Linked DNA regions of Mus musculus: regions 1 and 3 are each linked to region 2. The links are chromatin contacts, called in public ChIA-PET and HiChIP or PLAC-seq maps. All regions are on one chromosome and are shown on one strand. The core of a region is the stretch at or near the end of the contact, and the rest is flanking DNA. Distances in the headings are between cores, read along the strand shown.

Region 1 (3,691 bases), core at 730-3,229, 260 kb after region 2:
TTGTGCTTGTTTGTTTGTTTGTTTGTTCTGTTTTTTGAGACACGGTTTCTATATTGCAGCTTTGGCTGTCCTGGCTCTGTAGACCAGGTTGGCTTCACAAAGACCTACCTGCCTCTGCCTCCCAAGAGCAGAGATTAAAGGTATGGGCGCACCCCCTGCCCCCCCAGCTAAGGAAGGCTGTTTCAGTCAAACCTAACTGAACACTGAAGAGGCAGCTTTACTCTACTAACCCATCTAGCAGACCCCAGGCCAGAGGCCAACTCCTTCTGCAATAAAACCACACAAAAGGGCTGATCACTCAGAAAGAGTTGCACACAGTACTCCAGCTCCCCACCCCACCCCCACCCCGGGCCAGGTATGTGCTCAATGACACAACCTTTTTTGTGTGTTTTTGTTTATTGGACAGGGGAACAACACAGCAGCAGTGGCTAGAAATTAGAATATAACCCTAATTCAACACAAACTTTAAAATGACTATTTCCCACAGAGGTAAATTATAAATTTCAAGTGTTAAAATTGCCTAATTAATTAAGGTCAACAGAACTCTGTAAGATTTATATAAGCCAGTTACTATCTGACTACCAATCATACACACAAACACACACACCCTGCACCGAGTTCTTTATTTATTTATGTTCAATATCTATTTTTAGAAATATAGCAAATCAATAAACTGTGAATTAAAGTATAAATTTAAATGTGAATTCATTTTTTGTCATTTCCATATAGAAAGACGTTTTTCATTAAAACTCTTATGATGTCAAATAATGTTCTAAGCAATCCCTGAAGCATAATAACCTTGTACCGTCAGGCAGTCAGGGACATTTTAAATGATTGTTCAGTCAGGTCATTAATGGCATCTAGTTTTAAACAGTGTGTATGGCACTTCTCTAGGGGAGCTGTCATACCTAGTAAATCCGCTCCTTCATCCACATCTCCAATAAGGCCCGAGCCAGCTGAGGACAGCTCTTCAAAGAGAGATTCTGTATTGCGATCAAAAGCTTTGTTCTCTATGCCTTTGGTGGGAGTGCTAGGCAACAAAAACAATAAAGCCAAAACGACAAATTACCAAGACTTTCTGACAGTGTATTTTTTTTTTTAACAAAAATGTATGTTTATTTAAAAACAAATCTAACCAGGGTATTTCCTGGTTAAAAACACAGAATCAAGTTCACGTTTGGTTGCTTCTTCCTTCCATCCCCAAACAAATGGCCATGATACCTTCTGTCCCACATGGTCACCCCAAGTAGCTCTTCACGGACTCCTCAGCTAGACCTTGACAGTGTATTTTTAATATAATGATTAAGCAGCATTGGAATTTCTTACTTAAATTTATATTGACTATAAAATATCAATATGAAAAGATTTCTTGGTGAATTTCCAAGAATTTCCCACAGAGAGTACACAGCGCCTCTTCTGTGAAGTCCCAGCAAACCCACAGAATAACGGCAGCTACTCTGGTCTGTGCAGTACACAGCTACAGACCGCAAAACAGACTCTGTGTTACCCCAATTTTACAAATAAGGAAACCAAACAGCTTAAGGATCTTGACAAAAATCATTCAGCAATTAGGTGAAAAAGAATTCAAACTAAAGCAATCTTGTTTCAGGATACATGACCTTTTCTTGTCTTATTTTATTTTACAGGGCTTCAGGGTTTCATGTCACTCAGGTTGTTCCCAAATTTGCTACATAGTTGAGGATGACCTTGGACTTCTGATCCTCCAGGGACAGGCTTGTGAACTTGACAAAGATTAAGACACTCTACAGAGACACTGTATGTATCAGACTATTGAAACAACAGACCCCAGAGAAATGGGAATTTTCACAGGAATCTCATTCTGAGAAAAGGAAGAGATAACAGCAGAAGGGCAACTTGCTTTCCTGAAAGAGACTTCGCACAATTCTAAGCACCTTACAGGATGAGACTGACACCCAGATAATGATGGGTCGACAGTGGGCCAAACCACACTTGTTCCTCTATTTAAACTGTGATCTCACTTCAGGACTACAAAGAAGGTTTTGGGGGCTCTCTGGATCTCTTTGTTCCTCTTCCAAAACTGATTAAAAGACTCAAAGCCATTGTACTTGGGACTCTGCCTTTAGGAAACTCCCACAGAGCCATGTCATAGCATATAATAAAGAGCCTCGGTGTCCTGTTTCTCTGTAGAGAAGACCTGAAACAGCAGAGCAAGGTAAACACCACTCTACATGAGGAAGGAACTAGAAGGCCAAGGCAGAGTCCTGAAAATAGCTAGATTTGGGGTCTGGTCATCCTAAAAATCATACACTTAGGAAACTCAGGTCTGTTAATGTTAGTGCTAAGTGCATGGAACACTGAAAAAAGGAAACATGTTTCATGACTTAAGATTCACCAATTCCAGGAAAACACAAAGCATCAAAAGAAAATTTACGGCTAAGTTTGAGAATTTGTATAGACATACTAATGCAGTAATATATTCTAATTGAACTAAAATTAAGATATAATGAAATTAGAGAATGAAAAGATGGATGTTGCCAGGTATAATCCCCAGCCCTGTTGTAACAGAAAAGACCAGAGAAGCAAGATTTGAACCCATATAAGTCTTACTCTGTTAGAGGCTATGCTTATCCTGGGTAAAATACCCAAGTATTTTACCATTACTCCATTACTGACTACTCAGTAGGGCTTAATAAATGATACGTGCTCATAACCGTTATTTAAAGGTAAATCTGTTGAGGAAACACAAAGCTCAATTCTAATCAATATGTTTTTGGATAACCTTGATTAAAACAATACCAAGCCACTCTTCTGCTCTCATTAATCAAGCTTTCCATGTAAGATGAGACTAAATTCCCTACTAATGAGATCATTCTAGACAGAACATGTTCTCTTCTCCCTCTTTTGTGAAAAAAATAAAGTTTGTTCAAATTTTTACTTCCTCCACTCCACTTCCTGGTCTCCTCAGGCGGGAGAAGCAGCCCTGGCTGTCTCCTCCTCCAGCTACTCTCAGTGACTGAGTCTGCTCCAGAGCCAGGTGACAACCATCAAGTGCTGGGCTCTGCATTAAGGGCTCCTTCCTTGTGAGACTAAGGTAAGGTCCTTGGAAGAGACACTTGTCATACAGCACTAAGCTAGTTTGTTCTTCTGCCTTCTCCCATGAGAGGATACTGCATCCTCTTCCGTAAAGGACGCGGCAAGAAGGCATTATCTTTGAAACAAAGAATAGCCTACACTGGACAACTGAACTAGCCGGGGTCTTCATCTTGAATGGCCTAGCTTGAGAATTCTGAGAAAACAAATCTCTCTTCTTTATAAACAATGCAATATTAGTTACTGTTACAGCAACATAGACAAAAACCCCATCTGCCCTTATGTCCCAATCCCTAATCCTGCCAGAAGAATGTCCTCCAAAATTTAAAATACAAGTAATGAGCAGATTCTAAGGTAAAAAATCTGAATTACATTAACAGTATTTCTGTAGCACAACATGAACTGATCTTACTTATTTATAAACAGGATAAAAGTTAATGAGAATGAGAAAAAGGAAGATAATTACGGAATGTGATATTCTTAGTACCTTGAACCTTTATATCCACTGAGGTCTTTGTCCATATCCAATTCAGGAGTGGATTCAATGATTGCTTGAACTTCTGATTTCTCTTCATTTTCACCAGATTCTAAGGGTAGAATATGGTGAAATAAATGCATA
Region 2 (3,500 bases), core at 939-3,438:
TGGAATTAAATCTATAGGAAGCCTCATCATGTCACCTCAAACTCACCTGATATACACTGTATATCTAGCACATGGCAGGCACTGTGCTGAGGGACTCAGATGTCAGATTCCTTTTTCAGCTCTAACAGTCATGTAGACCCACTAAATCCCAAATTTAGTAATTTAGGAGCATTTTTAAAAACTGAATGGTTTACTTAATTTTCCTGGGGTCTCAGTTTCTTCATCTTTAAGATGGAGAAAAATAACAATATCTCCTGATTACCCTGAGATAGGTTAAGTGTTTAGAACCACATCTGTGCCATAGAGCAAGTTCAATACTTGGTAGCTATTTTTCATCTCAATAAATACTAACAACACTTCTGAAAGACCTGGAAAACAAAGTAACTCAGGCAAGACCACACAGCTAGGCAGGCAGAACCTGCAGCAAGACCAGGCTCATTGTTCTGTAAAACACCGCCTCCCAGTGCCAAAACAGGAATTCACAGCTCTTGGACGCCATGGCAAGGCAAACACAGCTACAAGTGTTTTGACTACAAATGCTTCAAAAAAAAAAAAAAAAAGACTAGAAATTAGTGTCCACTGTCTCCAGGCTGTGGACAGCTATCCAGGCTAGTTTCTTTAGGGAAAGGAGTCAGACAGCTTTCTTAGGAAATTAGGAAATCTCATTTCTGACTCTGTTATCATATTGACAATTGTGCAATCAGGGCAAGACACTCTCTGGAATTCAAATGATCTCCAGTGCCCTTTCCATTCCAAAATGTATGGCTCGATTTACTGGGGGGTTTAAAATTCAAATTTAACTTTAAACTGGCAAAAGAGGCTAGATAAGCATTACCTGAATTAAAAAAAATTAATTGTAAAATGTCAAAAAAGGGTAGAAAGAAATACCACATTCAGTAACTCGAAACTAAAGATTTAGCCGGGCGTGGTGGCTCACGCCTTTAATCCCAGCACTTGGGAGGCAGAGGCAGGCGAATTTCTAAGTTCGAGGCCAGCCTGGTCTACAAAGTGAGTTCCAGGACAGCCAGGGCTATACAGAGAAACCCTGTCTCGAAAACCAAAAAAAAAAAAAAAAGAAAGAAACTAAAGATTTGTTCATATCTTAAAATGAGACAGACTCTGTATTGGGAAGGAGGCAGATCTGCTAGCCGACTTGTAAAGCCTTGGGTAAATTTCTCTAATTGGAAATTGTACTAAGCAAACAAAACACTCTACAGGGCAGACAAATGAGTCTCCCCTCAACAGGCAGCTGTAGGCAACAGCCAATCACTGTGGCATTAAAACAACTGAGGCAGAATTATTATGCAAGTGGCGAGGGTTTTGTAGTTGTTCCTTTTCTCCTGGTCTTGGCTAAAGAAACCGTGCTGGTTTTTTAAGATTGGCATTTGCTTCGTTGCTTATGCTTTCATCTCTGCACGAAGTGTTCTTCAGAAGCGCCCATGGCAAACTAATTCAAGCTTGATGAAATCCAGAGCAGAGTCGCCGAGAATCAAAGCCTCTATGCATCACCATTTGGGCCAAGTTAGAGCCAGGGGGCGCGCGGGGGGGGGGTGGCGTGGGTGGGCTCCAGTGTCCCGGAGGGCGCTGGCCGCGGTCAACCACAGAAGAAGGTATGGTTTGGGGAGGATGCGCTCCTGACTGCACCAGGCAATGGGAGATCGGGGCCAGTCTCGAAAGGGCCACGACCTGAGAGGCCTGGGGCACCAGGCGTCACCTTCGCCTGCGTCCTGGGTCACGGCTGACTGCTCCACGCCCCGAGCTCGCAGCCCTGAACCCTGGGCCTCCCCCGCTCGCCACTTACCAGCCGTTGACCTCATTTTGCGAGTTCACATCCACCCCGCTCTCCACCAGTTTCTGCACCTCCCGAATGTCCCCCAAGGCCGCCGCCTCCCGCAGCCTCTCCTGCTGCTCCTTCTGCTCTAGGAGGGCGCTCATCTTCCCCAGGGCCCCGGGCCCCGGGCCGCCCCGCCCCGAGCCTGTCAGCGCCGCCGCCGCCTCCGCGGCCGGCTCCCGGCCATGGGGAGGGAGCGCCGGGCTCGCCCGCCCCGCTCGCGCCTCCGCCCGCGCCCGGCCCAGGGCCTCGTGCGCCCGCCCGCCCACCGACAGCTCCCTGGCTGCTCGCGGCCCCGCAGGCCCAGGCCTCCTCCCCCACCGCGCCTCCGAAGGCCGGCTCCGGGGGACCCTATTCGGTGTGACAACATTGACCTAGATACTTTTCGTTCCCACCCGCGGCCCCGCCGCCCCGGCCGGCTGTTTATGTAACCACCGCACTGGATTATCTGCTGTGATTCATGGGCTATTTTTAGAGCTCCCACCCGGCAGCTTCCAGCGAGGAGGACAGACACAGGAATAGTTGCGAGGCGGAGGGATCCGACATTGTCGTTTGAGAGCCAGAAAAGCCTTATCCTCAGGAGCAGGCTGTTTAGCAGGCATTAAAAATAATTGGTGGGTTTCCACCCCCACTCCCCCAAGATTAGTTAGCTCTTTTTTTTTTTTTTTTTTTTCCATCTGAGCCAATTTTTACCCAGCAGGACGGGAAATGGGCTGAAAAGGATCCTACTATAATATGCCCATTATTTGCAGAGATAGATGACACTGTTCTTTCTTATTTTTGTCAGTGCTTGGGACCATTCAGCTAGAATATTTATTTCAGCTGTTACTGTTTTTATTTTACCCTTTATCGGTTTTAGACAGAAATTCTTCCAACTTGGCTTTCATGAAGATTAACATTGATTCTAGTTTATAAAATGCAACTCGTTATAGCTTATAAATTATAATTAATTATTCTGAAAGTCATCTAAGGAAAGACGGAGGGCGGGGCGGGGCGGGGGCGGGCGGGCGGGGGGAGCTCTTTGTCATCCTAGTCCTGATTCCAGGCACTGAGGGTAGAGCTATGGTGTGTTCATAAACAGCCGTGTGCAGTACTCCATGCCTAATCTAGTTAATGAGGCTCAGAGCCTTGGTTGGCACTGTTCTACTACCCAATGGGACAAGCAGAAAATATTGTTTTGCTGAGCTCAGGTGCCTTGGAGAGATCCCTGATGTGGCACTGGTGAGAACTTTGCAGATGGGGTGAAAAGATTAAGGAAAACACCCTGGGGAGGCAGAGAGGAGGGCCTGAACAAAGCCAAGATGAAACAGGAAGGGGTACTTTTAGGTATAGCGTCTTTATTTCCATTCTTCGGGGTTGCCCAGGGCACACAGCATGCATTTGTCTTGTTACTGCTTAAGAAAAAGCAACGTCTGTTTATTATGATACAGTAATTCACACAGTACACACTGCACACCAGGAGTGATGAATATCAACTGACTAAACACTTAAATTGACCCCGGTGGCAAATTGGAACGCGGCTTGAGCCTACACTTGGATTTGTTTCCACAGTTTAAAATTTAATTCTCGGATCCAACATAGTGCTCCATCTGAGGCTGATGGGAATGGCATTGAAACTCAGTCTTTAACACAGTCTGAGGGACAAGAAATAGCAGTCTTTTTTTTTTTA
Region 3 (3,455 bases), core at 67-2,566, 280 kb after region 2:
TTTTTAAGATACTTTCAAACTAAAAAATATATAAACTATTTTTTAAATTTAGATTTATTTACTTATTTGTGTGCGGTTGAACAAGGTGTGAACTACAGTCACTGTGGTTCTGTAGAGGTCAGAGGATAATCGGGAGTTGGTTCTCTCTTCTATCATGTAGGTCCTGAGGATGGGGACTGTCAGAGTTGGTGATAAGCACTTTCACCCAGTAAACTATCTGGGCAGCCCTAAACTATTAGATTATCCTTTGGTTTTCTGGGACTTCTATTTGAATAAGAATGCTTATAAAATGTACTGTTAAAATAAAGCTTACCTTCAGGCTGGTATGAGAACGTGGTTGACTTAATTCTTGAAATTTCCATTGCTCTGATCCTGGGGTCTCGCCTCCTTTCTGAGTGTCAGGTGTAAGCAATCCATCTCCAGCAGGTAGAGGGAAAATCCCTAATGATATAGGACGTTCTTTTCTATTTGAAGAGGGGAGAAAAAAATGAAACATTCTCATTAGTTTTTTATTTGTCGTGATTTTAAGCCTGGGCTGTGGATAGAAAAATCCCAGCTCTTTGGAAGATGAGGCAAGGGGATAACAAGGTCAGGGTCTCCCCTGGCTGTAGAAAGCTTATTCTCAATCTGCAATCAGCTCTCCTACATAATCCTATACGCACACCTAAATAAGTATATACCAAAGAGAAAAAACAGCCTCAAAGCTTTACATTGGCTCCACAAGTTAAGAAAAGTGTGGAAAAACTGTTTAGACACTGTTTTCACCTGCCAAGTTTGGAGCTGTTCATAGGTGAGGTCTCAGAACTTAGCCTAGCCTGACCCTGAACTGGAGATCCTCTGCCTTAGCCCGCTGTATGTTGAGAGTACAGGCATGCATTACCACAGCTGCCTCTGCCAAGAACTTGATGGTGGTCTGGTGTGGTAAACATGGAGAAGAGCTGCTGAGTGTTAGCCATGGAGGTTAGTGGTCATAAGGAACAGGCAAAGGCCTCCCCAGTCCCTGTTCCTAGTTTTCCACTTCCTCAAGCTACAGTGTTTTTACAGTAGGCCTTTTCTGCCTAGAGGAAAATGAATATACTCTTTGAAACAGGGATACTATTCAACAGTAAAAATCCAAAACATTTTTATTTAAGTTCTGGTTTTCTACAAATCATATTACAGTAGTTCTTTTAGGCAGAGTGCAGATGAGAAAACTTCTGTTAGGAAAAAAGAGCAGCTCTTTTCCAAGTCTTTCTTTACTGGGAGTGATGGAGTCCTAGCACGTAGGAGATAGACAGGAGGAGGAGTTCAAGGTCATCCTTGTACACAAAGCACAATAGAGCCCAGCCTGTTTACATTAGAGCCTGTCTCCAAAACATTACAAAGAAGGTGGAGGGATGACTCAGTGGATAAAGGCAATTGGCACCAAGCCTGACACCTGCGTTCAGTCTCTAGGACCCTCATGGCAGAAGGAGAGAACCAGCTCCTACAGGCTGTCTTCTGACCTCCACATTCATACTCCAATAAGTAGTAAATAAATCTAAATCTGAAACAAGTAAACACTAGTCAGCTATTTCACAAGTCAGTGACAAAGAGTTTTATTTTTCCTAATAGAGAGTATACTGCACATTACACGTTTCTATTTCCAGGCAATAGAACTTGTTTCTTCTTGAGACTTATTAGCTTTTACTTTAAACTACATCATTTCTGCTTCTTTGTTCTTAAACTGCAATCCTCTTTTTTTCTCATTAAATGATAGCCAAGTGTTTTGGTTTCCTTTAGTTAACAGAATGAAAAGTTGCTAGCCTGCTGTCTATTCCCAATTTTGAAAAACTTACTTTGGGAACAGAAATTCCCAAACTACTATCTGACTTTTATCTAACAAGCCTTCATGCCTTAAGGGAGAAGCAAGTAGGAATTTAATCAGAGTCTATCTAATATAAAGCTAGGAAGATAGCGCAGATTTCCTGAGATACAAGCCCATCACTGGCACCATCTTCCCACATAAACTCCTTTCCACACATATGGAGTGCGCAGTCTTCTTTAAACCCAAGCTTCCTTTCCTATTCCATCTATACGCCCAACTCTCTATTTTGCTTTTATCACTTTTTTGAGAAAAACAGATCTCTAGGAGGGGGTCAAATATGCTTGGAGTTTCTCTGCTCCAGATCTAGAAAATTAGCATCACCATGTGCTTCTTCCTCTGCGGACTGACCAATTAGATAGCTGATGGGGGCAAGAGATGCAGTTACATAAGTCTGACAATATTCTACTCTCAAAACAAAGTTCGTGAAAGGCAAACACTAGTCTTGAGCTTTGTTGTCATGCATGTTTGATGCTGTTTGTATTATATGCTTCAATAAAAATCACAGAAAAGTTAACCAAAAAAAAAAAAAAAAAAAAGGAGAACCTGTAGAAAAATACCAAGTGGCAGATTTCAGTCCCTACACTGAAGCACCTGCTCTCGCTGTCCAGCCACTGACTCCCTAACAGAAGCAAGGCTGACAAGTGTCTGAATCTTGTTATAGTCTCTAGCTAGTAGCTTCAGTTGTATATATTGATTTTTAGTTGGTTATTTAAATACCAGCTTATGTGTACTAATGATTTTTGAAAATATGTATTTCAGATAGCCTTTTGGCTATACCTGAAAGAACTGAGCCAGATAAACTGATGTGCTTTATCTGGTCTAACCAACCAGGAAACAGGACTGCTTTTCCAGATTTTACAATAGGGAAGATGATGTTCTAAGGCTTTATATATTAGTAACCAGCAGGACTAAGATTAAAAGTCACTTCTACTAAAAATGTGAGGTACACAAATGACTTACTTATATAATGGATCATATATTTTGCAACTGTAATGAAGTGCAAAAAATAGCTCGCTTGATTTTTTAAAATCAGTCACTGAGGTAAAATACCTTAAGAGAAGGAACCTAAGAGATTAAACAAATCACCAAAGGCTGCATATATGGGACAAGGTAACTCCAAAGTCTTAGTTACTGTATGGCAATACTTCTCCAGCATAGCCTAAGCCAGCCCTTAATATTAGTCATATTAATATTATACATATTTTTAAGCCTACAAGTTTTAGTTTCCTTATATCCTAAATATACATAGATTTGTATACAACTCTTTCAGGTACTAACATATACAAAATAGTCAGACTGTTTCTCAATTTTATACATCAGGAAAGAACCCAGCAGAGAACTGTATGTAATTCCAGCACTGAGAAGGAGACTTCCTGTGGGGTTCAAGGTTAGCTTAGGCTACATGACTTGTTTGAAAAAACAAATATAATTAGGAAAGAAAATAAATGATCAAGTACCTAGTTTTAGACTATACGAGAAAACTAATTTCTGAGTGTTAAAAATTAAACATGAGCTGGCCTATGAATAAAAAGAATCACATGAAAGAAAGGAGCTACTTCCATTCTTCTTGCCTAAATCAGAATTACCATTAAAACATATTTTATCATCA

What was found. ChIA-PET counts read pairs in DNA pulled down with a chosen protein or histone mark. HiChIP or PLAC-seq counts read pairs in DNA pulled down with a chosen protein or histone mark.
Region 1: a contact with region 2 is called in an RNA polymerase II ChIA-PET map of memory CD8 T cells, with 52 read pairs. The contact joins the enhancer-like site here to the promoter of Ankrd40 in region 2. A contact is called at or near these places in 4 of 39 promoter capture datasets (cranial neural crest, frontonasal cranial neural crest, maxillary cranial neural crest and 1 more), 4 of 115 datasets of contacts at active chromatin or transcription factors (embryonic basal ganglia, embryonic forebrain, memory CD8 T cells and 1 more) and 3 of 9 other capture datasets (adipose tissue, liver and pancreatic islet).
Region 3: a contact with region 2 is called in an H3K4me3 HiChIP or PLAC-seq map of embryonic stem cells, with 2.2 times the contacts expected there. The contact joins the enhancer-like site here to the promoter of Ankrd40 in region 2. A contact is called at or near these places in 5 of 39 promoter capture datasets (cranial neural crest, frontonasal cranial neural crest, hippocampal neurons and 2 more), 5 of 115 datasets of contacts at active chromatin or transcription factors (embryonic basal ganglia, embryonic forebrain, embryonic stem cells and 1 more) and 2 of 9 other capture datasets (adipose tissue and liver).

Annotation. Positions count from the first base shown.
Region 1 is chr11:94,068,904-94,072,594 of GRCm38.p6, reverse strand. It overlaps Spag9 (sperm associated antigen 9), which reads right to left. Exons shown (of 29, transcript NM_027569.3): 7 at 3,560-3,659; 8 at 909-1,030. Gm38951 (a long non-coding RNA gene) reads left to right here. Exons shown (of 2, transcript XR_880137.3): 2 at 1,647-2,916. Among named protein-coding and RNA genes, the nearest start is that of Gm38951, 3.7 kb to the left of the region's middle. Within about 2 kb of position 1,979, at least 29 of the 459 cell types and tissues checked have an H3K27ac peak or open chromatin away from gene starts, as enhancers often do. A contact at or near this core is called in memory CD8 T cells, where this site is marked.
Region 2 is chr11:94,326,689-94,330,188 of GRCm38.p6, reverse strand. It overlaps Ankrd40 (ankyrin repeat domain 40), which reads right to left and starts at 2,188. Exons shown (of 5, transcript NM_027799.2): 1 at 1,802-2,188. The coding sequence starts at 1,935.
Region 3 is chr11:94,045,417-94,048,871 of GRCm38.p6, reverse strand. It overlaps Spag9 (sperm associated antigen 9), which reads right to left. Exons shown (of 29, transcript NM_027569.3): 5 at 314-464. Among named protein-coding and RNA genes, the nearest start is that of Gm38951, 27 kb to the left of the region's middle. Within about 2 kb of position 1,316, at least 16 of the 459 cell types and tissues checked have an H3K27ac peak or open chromatin away from gene starts, as enhancers often do. A contact at or near this core is called in embryonic stem cells, where this site is marked.